Regions from separate parts of the Xenopus laevis genome. Here region 1 is linked to region 2. A link is a contact called in public Hi-C data. All regions are on one chromosome and are shown on one strand. Each heading gives the region's core, a stretch centred on a gene start, on an enhancer-like site or on the middle of the called end of the contact. The rest is flanking DNA. Distances are from core to core; before and after follow the strand shown. Region 1 has its middle 7.3 kb from the start of LOC121399868. Region 2 holds the start of LOC108707440 (acrosin).

Region 1 (6,386 bases), core at 409-2,908, 69 kb after region 2:
AGTCTTACTTAGCAACAGTCTAATCAATCTATTCTATTCAATATCCTTTTCACAGTATGTAGTATTATTGCTTTTGTACAATATAATACTGGGTCCCAGGCATTATAGATCTCCTTTATTTATATTTTGAGGGGGAACTGTCGATTGCAATAATAATTTCCTCTCTTAGGTGCTGTTTTCCTCCCCACCCTCCACCACCACCATCCCTTGCAGATTCTGTAGAAAAGGTGCATAATCTGAACTTCTAAAGTTTGAAGAGAAACCATGATACGAGTATGAACAATTTTCCAATCACTCCCTCACCTTGTTCCATTGGGAAGTGATGGTTCTGGGACTTGAAGCCGCTCTGCTTTCCAGTTTCTTTGGAAAGTGGAGGGACTTTAAGGGTTAGTCCACACAAGGAGATTTAGTCTTCGTCTGGGCGACAATCTCCCCGAGCTTCATTTTCCGAAGTCGCCCAAAGTTGCCAGGATTGTCGCCCAGAAGAAGAGGCGATTAGATTAGACACCAGGCGACTAAATCTCCCTGAATCTCCTCGTGTGGACTAACCCTAAGGGGAGGGGGGACTACAATAAATAATATACACAATTACAATTAAAGGTGGCCATACACGGAGGGATCCGCTCGTTTGGCGATGTCGCCAAACGAGCGGATCACTCCCCGATATGCCCACCTTGAGGTGGGCAATATCGGGCTGATCCGATCGTGGGCCCTAGGGCCCAACGATCGGATACTAACGAATAGTAATGGGTGATTGGATCGCGGGACCGCATCAACGAATGGATGCGGCCGCGATCCAACAGGATTTTTCGTCCCATCTGATCGAGATCTGGCCGACTTTCGGCGAAGCCTGTCGGGGGCCCCCATACACGGGCCAATAAGCTGCCGACACGGTCTCATGAGTCAGCCTGAGGTGCAGGCCTGGTAGATGTTTGGAGAGCCACAGGGACCAAATCTTATCGAACTTTTTAGGGCAACCCCTACACAAGTATGTAAGCTGATACATTAAGCGTTTACCATTTCCACCCACTGATTCCTTTTTGGGGGTTGTTTCGATTTCCAATTAAGAGCAATAAGTCTCTTTGCTTGAATTAGAAAATAACACATTAATGCTCTTTCTGCCGGGTTAGGGGCGGTTTCCACTACCTGGTTCAGTAATAAAATTAGTGGATCAAGTGGGATTATGAGAGCCATTATTTGACTTATTTCAGTAACCACTTTTTTCCAAAATGTCTGTATGTGCCGACAACTCCATACCATGTGGATGTAATCCGCCGGAGTATGACCACATTTTGGGCAGATGTCTGGGATAAAGAATGATCCATCTTTAATTGTGTTTAATGCTAAAAACCAGAATAACTGTAATTCCCCACATATTTATACTATCACACATGGCACATCACAGTCAGTTAGGTCTTTGCTTTCACTCTCTAATCTTTATATAATAGTCAACTGCAGTGGTGCCATATAAACCCCTGTTCTGTCCCTTTTATCAGTACTGCTTTGCAAGCAAACATTTTCGGCAGATTATCTCACACAATATATTAAAAATGCACAATATCTTACAGAACCTCTGTGCCCCAGCTGCTGGGTGTGTAGTCTCTATGCCCCTGGCCCCTAGTTACCTATGTGCAGAAGTAAAAAAAAAGGTTAAGGGTTAAACAGATCTAATACAGGAGCACTACCCCTCTCCCACTAATATTTCCATCTGCTGATGCGCAGCTCCATGGCCTTCATCTGCTGACTGATAAGAGCCGGGGAGTCTGTTCCAAGGCAATATCAGTGTGATATAAAAGCTGATCCTCCCTTATCAGTGTTCTGCTCCTTCACACTCTGCCCACACCCAACCCGGCCAGACCTTGCTTACTCAAAAACAAATTATTGATAACAAGTCGTGAGCTGTGACATTACTAGTTCATCTAACTGGTAGCCAAGAAGAATATTGTGTAGGCCTGAAAAGAGTCTCCAATGTTTGGGTTTGTATTACTGGGGAGAGGGGCCCCTTTATTGCGTTATCTCCATTCTCATTTGTAGGGAACCAGATAACATCATCCACCAAAGCTCACAACACAGATTTCTTCTAGCGTGAGCACAGGCAGAAAATGTTTTATTGTTAGGTGTCGTGCACATGTTTCATTTCAGTAGTGAAAAGGGTGTGGATGTGTGCCAGATGCTTCACTTATATTTTATATTCTTTATTTATCAACTTTCTTCCCCCGAGCAGATGCTGGAACCCTTCCTGCACTACCATAAGACCCACCCTGTGTAAAGTGCAGTCGATTTGCTTTTCAAGCTGCTCTCAGCCAGTGTAACCGGTCAGTCCCAGAACCACATGTCATTGTTAGTGGGAGTGCTCGTCCCTCAGCGATCTCTCCATTTTGCCCTACTCCACAGCAAAAGGGCAGTATTTATTTCTAAGGCTCTGAAGGGATTCACAAAAGTGGAGTAAAATGTTAGTTCAGTCCAGAAAGTTATTTAATGACAAATTCACAAACCTTTTATACCTGTACCACGATCAAGTTGTGTTACACCAACCTCTTCCAAACCAGTAACGTACCTAGTGCTGCTGGTGCCCATGTGCAGGACATGCAGCCGCCCGGTAGTTCCACCACTGCTCCACATTCTGTTTCTGCCAATGGAACACCATCTTTCTAAATCAAACAATATAGAGCTACAGTAGAACCCCAATTTCACATTTTGCATGGGACCAGGAAAAAATGATGTGAAATCCGGGAAAATGTAAAATCAGTGAAATTCAGGGAGATTTTGTCACCCGGCAACAAATCGCCTCTTCTTCGAGCAACTAATCTCCTAGAAAGCCTTCCCGCTGGCTAGAATCAAAATGGCCGTCAGGGTGGCACCCGTAGCGCTTCATTTCTGAAGTCGCCTGAAGTTTCCTCGTGAGGCAACTTCGGACGACTTTGGAAAACGAATAGCTCTGAGTGCCATCCCGATGGCGATGTAGATTTTAGCCGGTGGGGGGCAGTTCGGGGGGAGATTAGTCACTCAAAGAAGAGGAGATTTGTCGCTGGGCTAAAGGGTAGTTGAAAGAGGACAAGGATTTGGCACCACTGAACTAATACCCTGCTAATAATTAATATAGAAAATGAGAACATTGTGTAGATACGAGGGTTGTCAAGCAAGTAAATCTAGAGCAACTGGACTTGCTGAGTATTCATTGAAGTCCTCATTGAAGTATGGAAAGAGCTCAGTATATAAACTCTTCCAATAATCCAATCCAGGGCCGCCATCAGGGAGGCACAGGCGGTACAAGTGGGCCTGAAGGGGGGCCTGGCAGTTTTTGAAAATCCAGGCCCCCCTTGACAGCGTCAAAGCTTTGCCACCTCCTTCCGAAGTCCCGAACAGCCACAACGAGGAAGTGCTGAACAGTCCCGAAGTGGTGAAATAACCTGAAGCCGCGAAAATAGCTGAAGCCGAAGTCCTGAAGCACCGAAAAGACCCAAAGTCACAAAAGGAGGCGAAGATGAAGTCCTGAAGCCACGAGATCAATTCTTCTGAACACCAATGTGTATTTTTTTTAATCCTCTAGCCACCAATGTATTATTTTAATACTCTATAGGCCCCTGCCACCAATGTTTTTTTTAAAAAAAATATTCTTTGGGGCCACAATTTTTTTTTTACTTGTAAGGGGGGCCCTGGCACCAATGCTTTTTTAAATAACTTTCATGGGGGGCCCTGGCAACAATGCTTTTTTTTAAATCATAGGGGGGCCCTGGTCCCCAATAGCTTTTTATAACTTATGTGTGTGTCGCGGGGTTACCTTTTTTTATTGTTGATGTCTGTGTGGTCTTTTAACTGTGATGGGGAGTGGAGGCGGGATCTGGGGTGAGGCTTGGGGGCTGGGTCGGGTGGAGCCCAGGGGGCCCCAAAAATTCCATTGCTCCAATGTGGCACAGCAGCTCCAGATGCAGTTCATTAAAGCCCGGGGCCCTTAGTTTAAATTGTATCCACATCCTCTCGAGTATCCCTTACATAAAAAAAAAATAATCAGAAATGCTAACATTTTAATAGAAACTATAGAAAAAAAAAGGCTTATTTATTAAAAAGCAGAGGCAGGGCTACCATCAGGGGATACAGGGGGTACTGCTGAGGAGTGGCACAGAGATGGCAAAAGTGCAGTTTGTGGGTTACAAAATGACATTATATGTTCATGAAAGTCCCTGTGTAAAATGTATAATGAAGCAATAGAATTCTTAATGAATCAGATAAAATTGAGCGTAGGACTGGCCAGATATGGGATGACTTTGACGTAGTTGGCCAGCTTAAATATATTGCAATATATGGACAAACAATCCCTGTTTTGTTTAAAGGGTAAGGCATTTTTCAGTAGCAGTATGCACAAAATGTCGCTGTCTTAAATATATTGATAATGGGTTGAGTGCAGAGGACTCTTGTATTTGAATTTTTTGGTCACAAGCACAACTTTAATAATATGGTTTATGTTGGTGCCAAAAAATCTATATAGGTACTACTACAAAACTAATCAGTAATTCAAAATCAAAAATAAATAAAGTTAATCATGGGGAATATACTCACAATTCACCCCAGTCCTAGGGTTTAAGTCCAAGTCAACATTTCAAAAGAGAAAAATGTGTCCCCCAAAATAATGAATCAATCAATTAAAAAATGAAAAATTTATTAGGACATCAGAGCAAGACCTAAAGCGTTTTGTGCCTGCTGGGGCACTTACTCAGAATCAAACCTATGAGTAAGTGCCCCAGCAGGCACGAAACGCGTTAGGTCTTGCTCTGATGTCCTAATAAATTTTTCATTTTTTAATTGATTGATTCATTATTTTGGGGGACACTCACATTTTTCTCTTTTGAAATGTTCACAAGCACAACTTTCCCTTGTTTCTTTTACCCTGCACATCCCACATCTTGGAAGTCCAAGTAACATTCCCTGTATAAACGAATCATTTGTGTGACTATGAAGATTTTTATTCATCATCCAGGTCATGGTATATCTAGTGTAGGTAAATCTAGAAACAACTGGACTTGCTGAGTAATCAGCTACTCATCCGAGCAGCTTCTGTGTGTGTGACAACCTCCCACACAACAATGTATATTTATATATAAACATATGATGCACCAGTTATATTTAGTGCACATCTGCCCAATCAATTTGGAGTCAACACAAAGTACGACAAGTTCTTCCAAGCAAGTATAACAGGGATAGCCAAGGATGGGATCCTGCCCAGATATGGAGGTATATATATATATATATATATATATATATATATATATATATATATATAATAAAGTACTTTCTTTATTAGGACACACTAGCTATTAAGGCCAAGGTGGGGGAAGAATCCCCTGTAGCCCAGACTGGACTCTGTTGTGAGGTTTGTGCAGGGACACACGCACACACTGTATGTTATCAGAGAAGCCACATGTAGATCTGCTGACTGCTCTATGGACATTACTCTGCCGGCACATGATAAGCCATGAAAGGATTAGCAGCTTTCTCTATCTCATGGTTTCATCCACCCAGAGCTCATGAAAAAAGTACCATTTCATCCTGAATGGGCGCAACGTACAAGGCGGCTGCTTGTATTGTGTTTAGAAACAAGCAGGTCGAATTAATTCCTATACTTCATGTAATAACTGTACAGGTATGGGATCCGTTATCTGGAAACCTTTTTTCCACAATGCATCCGAATTACAGGAAGGCCCTCTCCCATAAACTCCTTTATTAGCAAATAATTCGAATTTTTAAAAATGATTTCCTTTTTTTCTCCATAATAATAAAACAGTAGCTTGTACTTCCAAAACCCAAAATATAATTCATCTCTATTGGAGGCAAAACATTCCTATTGGGTTTATCTAATGTTAAAACATAACTTTTAATATGTTCTAGAATGGCTAATTCTAAGCAGCTTTTCATTTGGTCTTCATTGTTTATTTTGTATAGTTTTTGAATCATCTGCTTTTTTCTTCTGACTCTTTCCAGCTTTCAAATGGGGGTCACTGATCCCATCTAAGATATATGCGCTGTACGGCTACACATTTATTGTCATTGCTATGTTTTATTACTCATCTTTCTATTCGGGCCTCTCCTATTCATATTCCAGTCAATGTTCAAATAAATGCATGGTTGCTAGGGTAATTTGGACCCTAGCAACTAGATTGCTGAAATCGCAAACTGAAGAGTTGCTGATTAAAAAACTAAATAACTCAAAAAACACAAATAATAAAAAATGAAAACCAATTGCAAATCATCTCAGAAAATGACTCTCTACAATACATCATACTATAAATTATCTCAAAGGTGAGCAACCCCTTTAAGGTTTGGAGATGAAATTAAGGAAACATCCCTTCTAGGATAAACCCCAAGTCCCAAGCATTCTGGTCTGATATTGA
Region 2 (6,593 bases), core at 749-3,248:
AATTATAAGAATACTAAGGTGTGTAATGAAAATGGACACATCCCCCTGGGGACAGTTGCAAGCAGGTGCTCTGAATTTTAGGAAAGGGGCACAGATATTTTATTGAAACTGTGCCTTTTCCAATAATGCACCTGAGATTCCTGTCTCTTATGCCTACCCCTCATTCTGACTTGTGTATAACAGTTTTTTACATGGCTTTTTTTTTTAGTAATGTCCCTTTTTACACCAGAATTGATCTCTTGGTTACACATACACCTAGCGGGTTATTTATTATAGTTTGAATGGCACAATCTCCAAAGCGTCTAGTTTTTTTTTTTTTTCACTAGAATCTTTAAAGGAAAAAAAAACTAGAATCTTTCAAGATTTATTATACCCCAATGCTGCAAAAAGCCAGAATCCGAAAATCCACCATCTCAGACCTGCCGAAGTCCTGTATAAGTCAATGAGAGAGGCACCCCTCTCAAATTGAAGTTATCAGGGTCGTCGGTGGGTTCCAAAGTTTTCGGGCAAAAACTCAAAGTGATTTCAGTTACGCTCGATTATTTTTTTCACAATCCGATTAATTCTTATTTTTTTTAATAGATAAGGTCAAATTGAGCCTGGGAGTTTGGTCGTGTTTTTTTTTTTTTTAAATAAAATATGCGATAAATTCAGATTTTAGTAAATAACTCCTGCATTTCTGAAGAAGCTCTATAACTACTTAATATTACACAATACGTTGTGGCATTGGTGGGTGTATTCTAACAATACTATACCACACACACACCCCTTTATAAATATACCCTAAGATACTGGTTATTGTTTCAAAGTGCAATGTGTAATAACCACTTACATGGCAAACACCATCCAGCCCCTTCCGATGGCCTGCACACACATGGTTCTCTCCTACGTTCCCTTTGTAGTACAAGTTGCAGTGCTTCATATCCATCCGTTCCACTTCAGCCTCTTGCAGGAACTGAGATGGTTCATCAGCTAAAAATGAAAAAGCAGAATTACTTTACCATGGGTACCATCTGGGTATCTAAACCAAATTTATTTTATGTAATCACAAAATATAAGAAATGAAGAATACAAAGCCTTACATTTAGTTCCCTGGGCTCCCCAACCTACGACGGAGCAGTCGATCAGATTCTTCAGATCAGCAGATTCCTTAGGGAAACATGCTTGCTGGATATGATCACTGAATTCCACTTGCTTATCCAGTTGAACCAAGGCAATATCATTGCTCTCACTGGTCGGATCATATTGTTCATGTTTTATCAACTGTTTAACTCCCCGGGTCTGAGCTCCTAATTCAATTTTTGACAGGTAGAAGGTTCCAAGCAGAACTCTTAGTGGAGTTGTTGGATCATCTCTGGAAGAGCAAATCAAATGTATCACATTAATAAGTTTGACACGTGTTCCAAGACAATTATGCATTGGTCTAACAGGAAAACTTTAGAAAGGAATCATGTCATGATTGATTCTATAATATAAAGGAGTCCAGTAGCTGATTCATGACTTACTCTTTCCAGAATTTAAAGCAGTGAGCAGCTGTTATGATCCATTCGTTGTTCAAAATGGTTCCGGTGCAGATATGCTTGTAGCCAAATTCTACTTTCCTCTGGATGCTTACAATCCAGGGCCACTTTCCATCTATTGGGTATAATTCTGATACATTGGCGGCTTGTACTTTAGTATAAAATGGTGTGTTTCCACAAGCTGTTGGTGATAGAGACATATCAGTACAGGGGTCAATAAAGAACAATATAGATATAAACATGAAAAAAGCTTAAATTGAACATCTATTAACCGACTTCCATTGCTTCCAAGTGTTTTATTAAGACATTTAGGGGAGAGACAAGACAAATTTAAGGTGCATGGTGTGTATGAACTGAGAAAGACACATGTATATGGCTCTCTGTGTATTTTGTATATTAAACCTTCTGTAAGGGGGTTATTTACTAAACTCCGAATGTAAATATCTGAAAAATGTGATTTTTCTTTTATAAAATCAGACTTTTAAAAAATAAAAAAAATAAAAAAAAATTTCAAAATTTATTAAACCCCGAGGATGGAAAAGTCTGAATTAGAAAATCCGGCATCTCAGACCTGTCAGTTGCATATAAGTCAGTGGGAGAAGTCCCAAAGATTTTTTGATGTGCGCTGAGTTTTATGCAATACCCTGAAGTTTTTGGAGTTTTCGGGCAAAAGAGCATAATAAATCTTAGTTTTTGGGTGAAAAATCCAAAAAAATCATTAAAATCTGTTTTTTCCCACAAAGCAGATTTATGAGAAAATGTAATAATAGATAACCGTAAAAACCCCAAGCAGAGTTGATCGGAGTTTGTAGCAGAAAATGATGAGATAAAATCAGACTTTGATAAATAACCCGCTTAGTGTCTAATTCCATAATATATTATAAAATCCTAACTCAAACAGCCTATAACTAAAGCAGTACATAGAGTTTGTGCAGTAAATAATTGCAATTCTATAGCAGGGCCTCTAAATTAAATTAGTTTACATGCAGATTCCAACAGCTCATGCCCCATTGGCCCCATAATGTACTGCATTATCTATGTCTGTGTGCGACTAGCAAACCATGACACGCTAAACACAGCTTTTGGAGCATTAAGTCTTAAAACAGAAATTCTCAATATCAAAATAAATAGTTTGTATACTTACTGATATAGCTAGATGTTTCTGAGATGTAAAAAATTAGAATAGAAAAGAGAAAGATAAAGAGTGGCTTCATCGTTGCTCTTCTCAACTCTAAAATGCTTGAACTAAGCCAAGTGGTCTAGATACTTCTATTTCCAGTGATGACATCACAATGAAACTGTTTGCACATTATGACATCACAATGAATCTATTCCAGTGATTGTGAGGTCATGTCTTATGAAATTATGCAAACACCTGGAGGAGAAATGTACGTCATTGTGATGTCATTACTTTAACAGCATTAACATTTTAACAGCAACATTAACCCCAAGCTCACATTTCTTTTTAAAATGTTCCTCCAGTTGAATAAAACTACTAATGTTGAGATAATGTGTTTGAAAGTAAAAATTCACTCAAACTGGCTGCAAACATAAGGGTATAATAAACATCTATCTTCAATATAAGCCCAAATGGCACTTTTCTTAATATATTTTCTATACAATAGATTCATATTTTCTAAGGGAGGCCTGTTCCCCCACCAATTCATAATATTTTGCTAATAATAATAATAGGAAAATTGAAATATTCCTCATTTCCCTTAAAAAACCTCAAATTATTCCATTGTGAATTGATGGATTCTGGCTTCCGAACCCCCGCTGCTTTTGCAAAGAATCTATGGAAAGCAGAGGGACTTCAAGTCCCAAAATCCATCACTTCTACATGGTAAAAAAAGGGGATCTCTCTAAAGAGAATATAACGGACAGGTTAAGAAGAATCAGTTGGGTTGGCAATACAGTTGGTTAAAGAAGATCAGTAAGAGTTGCAGTAAAAATTATTCAACTCAAACTAAAGATAACTTTTCATGCAAAGTATTATTTTAGGGAACTTGTTTTTTCTGGGTCAGTATCATTTTAAAGGTGTTTTAATGGGTTGTCTGGGCCAATGTTTTTATATCTGCCAGATAGATGTCTTGCTGATCCCAGGCCAGATATATCTTGTTATTATAAAATGGTCTTTACCTCTTTTAACAAACAACGTTTGGTTCAAATACTGTGGGTCTGTCTCCCTTCAGTGGGTTGGGAACAGTGGTGTGGGGGGGGGGAGGCTCAGATTGAAATCCAGTTAGTCTGAGATTTAGGGAAAGTGCCTTTTTGCTTTGCTAGATACACCTAGAAATTTCAAATTTCATTGCATATTAGAGGTGTAAACACTGTATACAGACTCCTAAAACATGAAGCAACATGGATTTTCTTCTTAGGAACAAGACAACCCACAGGAATGAACTTAGATTATAATGTATCCTGCTTTGTCTAAAGATCTTTGAAATTCAGTCTCTAAAAAATATTTTCAACCTCTAAAGAACTCTAGACTTTAGTGTTTCTATTTTTGTCTAAAGTTATGTGAATAGTATTGAAATTACTAGTCACCTTAGCCGGTAAAATTATGTAATTTATACATTTGTCGCAAAAGGCATTTTCCCATAGTGTTAATACATGTTTTTTCTGTAATATGTATTTTTAATCTGTTTATCATGTAAATTCTATATGTATCTTATTTCTCTTGGACAAACAAATCATTTATGTATTAAGCATTCTGATTGGCTGTCCAAAACACTTCTCTGATTGGTGTGTTATAATTTAAATATCATTGGTTGTACAGGATATCCCTAGCCTATGACTAAGTGCCCACAAGGCACGGAATGCCTAAGGTCACCCTCTGAGATGTTCCTTTTTGCGTAATGAAACAATTTTTATTTGCGTCATATTTTGGAGTGAGGTCCAGTTTATGTGCCAGGCTATAAGTGATCAAAAATTTATGGTATTACCTCCCAAAGCTGAAGGTCTGGGGCGTGAGCATCTGGACCCGATGTTAGTATTGGTAAGTGCACCTTACTGCTTACAAGTCTACAATACTGGATATATTTCCCCTTTTCCCTTGTTACCCCCTTATCATTATAGATACATCAAGAAGCCCAGCTTGAATGTTAATTAAGGTGAAAATTTGGGTTTTAGGGTGAAAACATATGACTTGTTCGAGGTATTCCTGGAACTATGGCTGATACACCAATGTTTTCCTATTACTGTAAACATGTTATGAGCTAAGATGGGACTGACCAAAGATTGGATCTCCATTGGGAACTTGAACTGATTTAAGAAGCTGAATTAAAGTAATAACCTTTATTATAAGTTTGTGTATTTTTATTTATAGAGATCTTTTTCTAGATAACAGATCCAATACTATAGAAGTATATACTTAATTCAATTTATTCTGCCATTGTTTTAGACACCCCTTCTGCTATAGTGAACTGTGGTATCAAAAAGATCCCTGAATCATCCCAATAAATGAGAAACCATTGGCTACAAATCTTTAGGTAAACATATAGGTTTATTTATATCAATTTTATGTATAAACATTTTCTATAAAAGTACATATATTTGTATATAAAAATTAACATTTTCTATAAAATTAATATACATTTTTCTATAAAAATAAAGTTCTTAATGTGTATAAAAATAATTTTCATATAAAAAATAAAATGTAATCTGTATTTCAGATTGGACGCTGGAGGCAGTCTCTATTTAAAGAGTTTAGCTACAGCAGCCACAAGTTTTTTCAGGACTTTCTTTCCTCTGAAATCCTCAGCTGTCTGGGCATTAGATGCTGAATTATTCTCTGGAGGAATTGGGGTATTTTGTTGGCCTGTGTTTTCAGCCTGATTTATTTCTGCCTCTGATTGGCTGGTTCCTTCTTCATTGTGTTCTGTACTGGCCTGGGTGCTTCTTGCATCTGGTAACAGGTCAGTCAAAGGGGCGGTAGATAACAGATTTTCCCTAAATTCTGAATTCTGCACCATTTTTCTACTCGGGTTCATATAATGATCGGGTTTGACCAAGGGAAAGAATAGTTTTGGGAGTAATCTTTTCCCTTGAATTGTGGCTTTAACTGCCTCATTCTTTACTTTTTCAATGATCCATTTAATATGGAACTGAATAGAGCTGTAAACCCCCGGGTTTCGGGTTTTACCACAGCCTGAACCCCAACTTAGTATTCCTATTACTGAATACGCATTGTTCTTCTTTGTTCTGCACATTAATGGCGATCCTCTGTCACCCTGAAAAGAGAAGAAGCAAAATTACATGAATTGAACATGTAAATTAATAAACGGAGTGGACTAAAAACACAGACAAACTCTAGAAACACTGTAAGGCCATATTCTGCAACTAGCAAAGCTGTCTTTCACTATGATAATGCTTTTAATTGGAAAATGTTGCATCAAGTCTCCTATCGTTAAGGGTGGACACAAATATACTTTAAGGATACAACTGATTAATTTGGAAATCAAATTATCCTGTGACCGTTCCAGTTCAAAAAAGAATAGGACAGGTAGATGGGACCAGTTAGCAATTTTCTAACAACATGACTATTATAAGAAGTAAATAATTACTAAGGTGTGTAGTGTAAATGGACACATCCCCCTGGGGACAGGTGCAAGAAGGGGCTCTGAATTTTAGGAAAGGGGCACAGATATTTTATTGAAACTGTGCCTTTTCCAATAATGCACCTGAGATTCCTGTCTCTTATGCCTACCCCTCAGTTTGACCCCCCACTTGCGTATAACAGTTTTTTTTTTAACATGGCTTTTTTGTGGTAATGCCCCTTTTTACACCAGAATTGATCTCTTTGTTACACATACACCTAGAGGGTTATTTATCATAGTTTGAATAGTAAAATCTCGAAAGAATCTAGTTTCTTTTCACTAGAAAACTCAAATCTTTAAAGGAAAAAATATAATTTTTAGAGATTTATTATACCCCAACACTGCAAAAAGCCAGAATCCAAAAATCTCAGACCTGCCGAGGTCCTGTATAAGTCAATTGGGAGAGGCGCCTATCCCAGATTGAAGTTATCAGGGTCTTTGGTGGGTTTAGACCGAAAATCCGTTGTTTTTGGGC

What was found. A called contact is a pair of places that touch in the nucleus more often than the background predicts.
Region 1: a contact with region 2 is called in a Hi-C map of the XL177 cell line, with 2.6 times the contacts expected there. The contact joins the enhancer-like site here to the promoter of LOC108707440 in region 2. A contact is called at or near these places in 3 of 4 Hi-C or Micro-C datasets (the XL177 cell line, the XTC cell line and animal cap).

The regions. Positions count from the first base shown.
Region 1 is chr2L:33,913,958-33,920,343 of Xenopus_laevis_v10.1, forward strand. No RefSeq gene overlaps it. Among protein-coding and RNA genes, the nearest start is that of LOC121399868, 7.3 kb to the right of the region's middle. Within about 2 kb of position 1,659, at least 1 of the 7 cell types and tissues checked has an H3K27ac peak or open chromatin away from gene starts, as enhancers often do.
Region 2 is chr2L:33,844,686-33,851,278 of Xenopus_laevis_v10.1, forward strand. LOC108707440 (acrosin) reads right to left here and starts at 1,999. Exons shown (of 4, transcript XM_041581721.1): 1 at 1,506-1,999; 2 at 1,083-1,354; 3 at 833-972. The coding sequence starts at 1,762. It overlaps LOC108707950 (acrosin), which reads right to left. Exons shown (of 4, transcript XM_041581719.1): 4 at 5,022-5,752. The coding sequence ends at 5,216.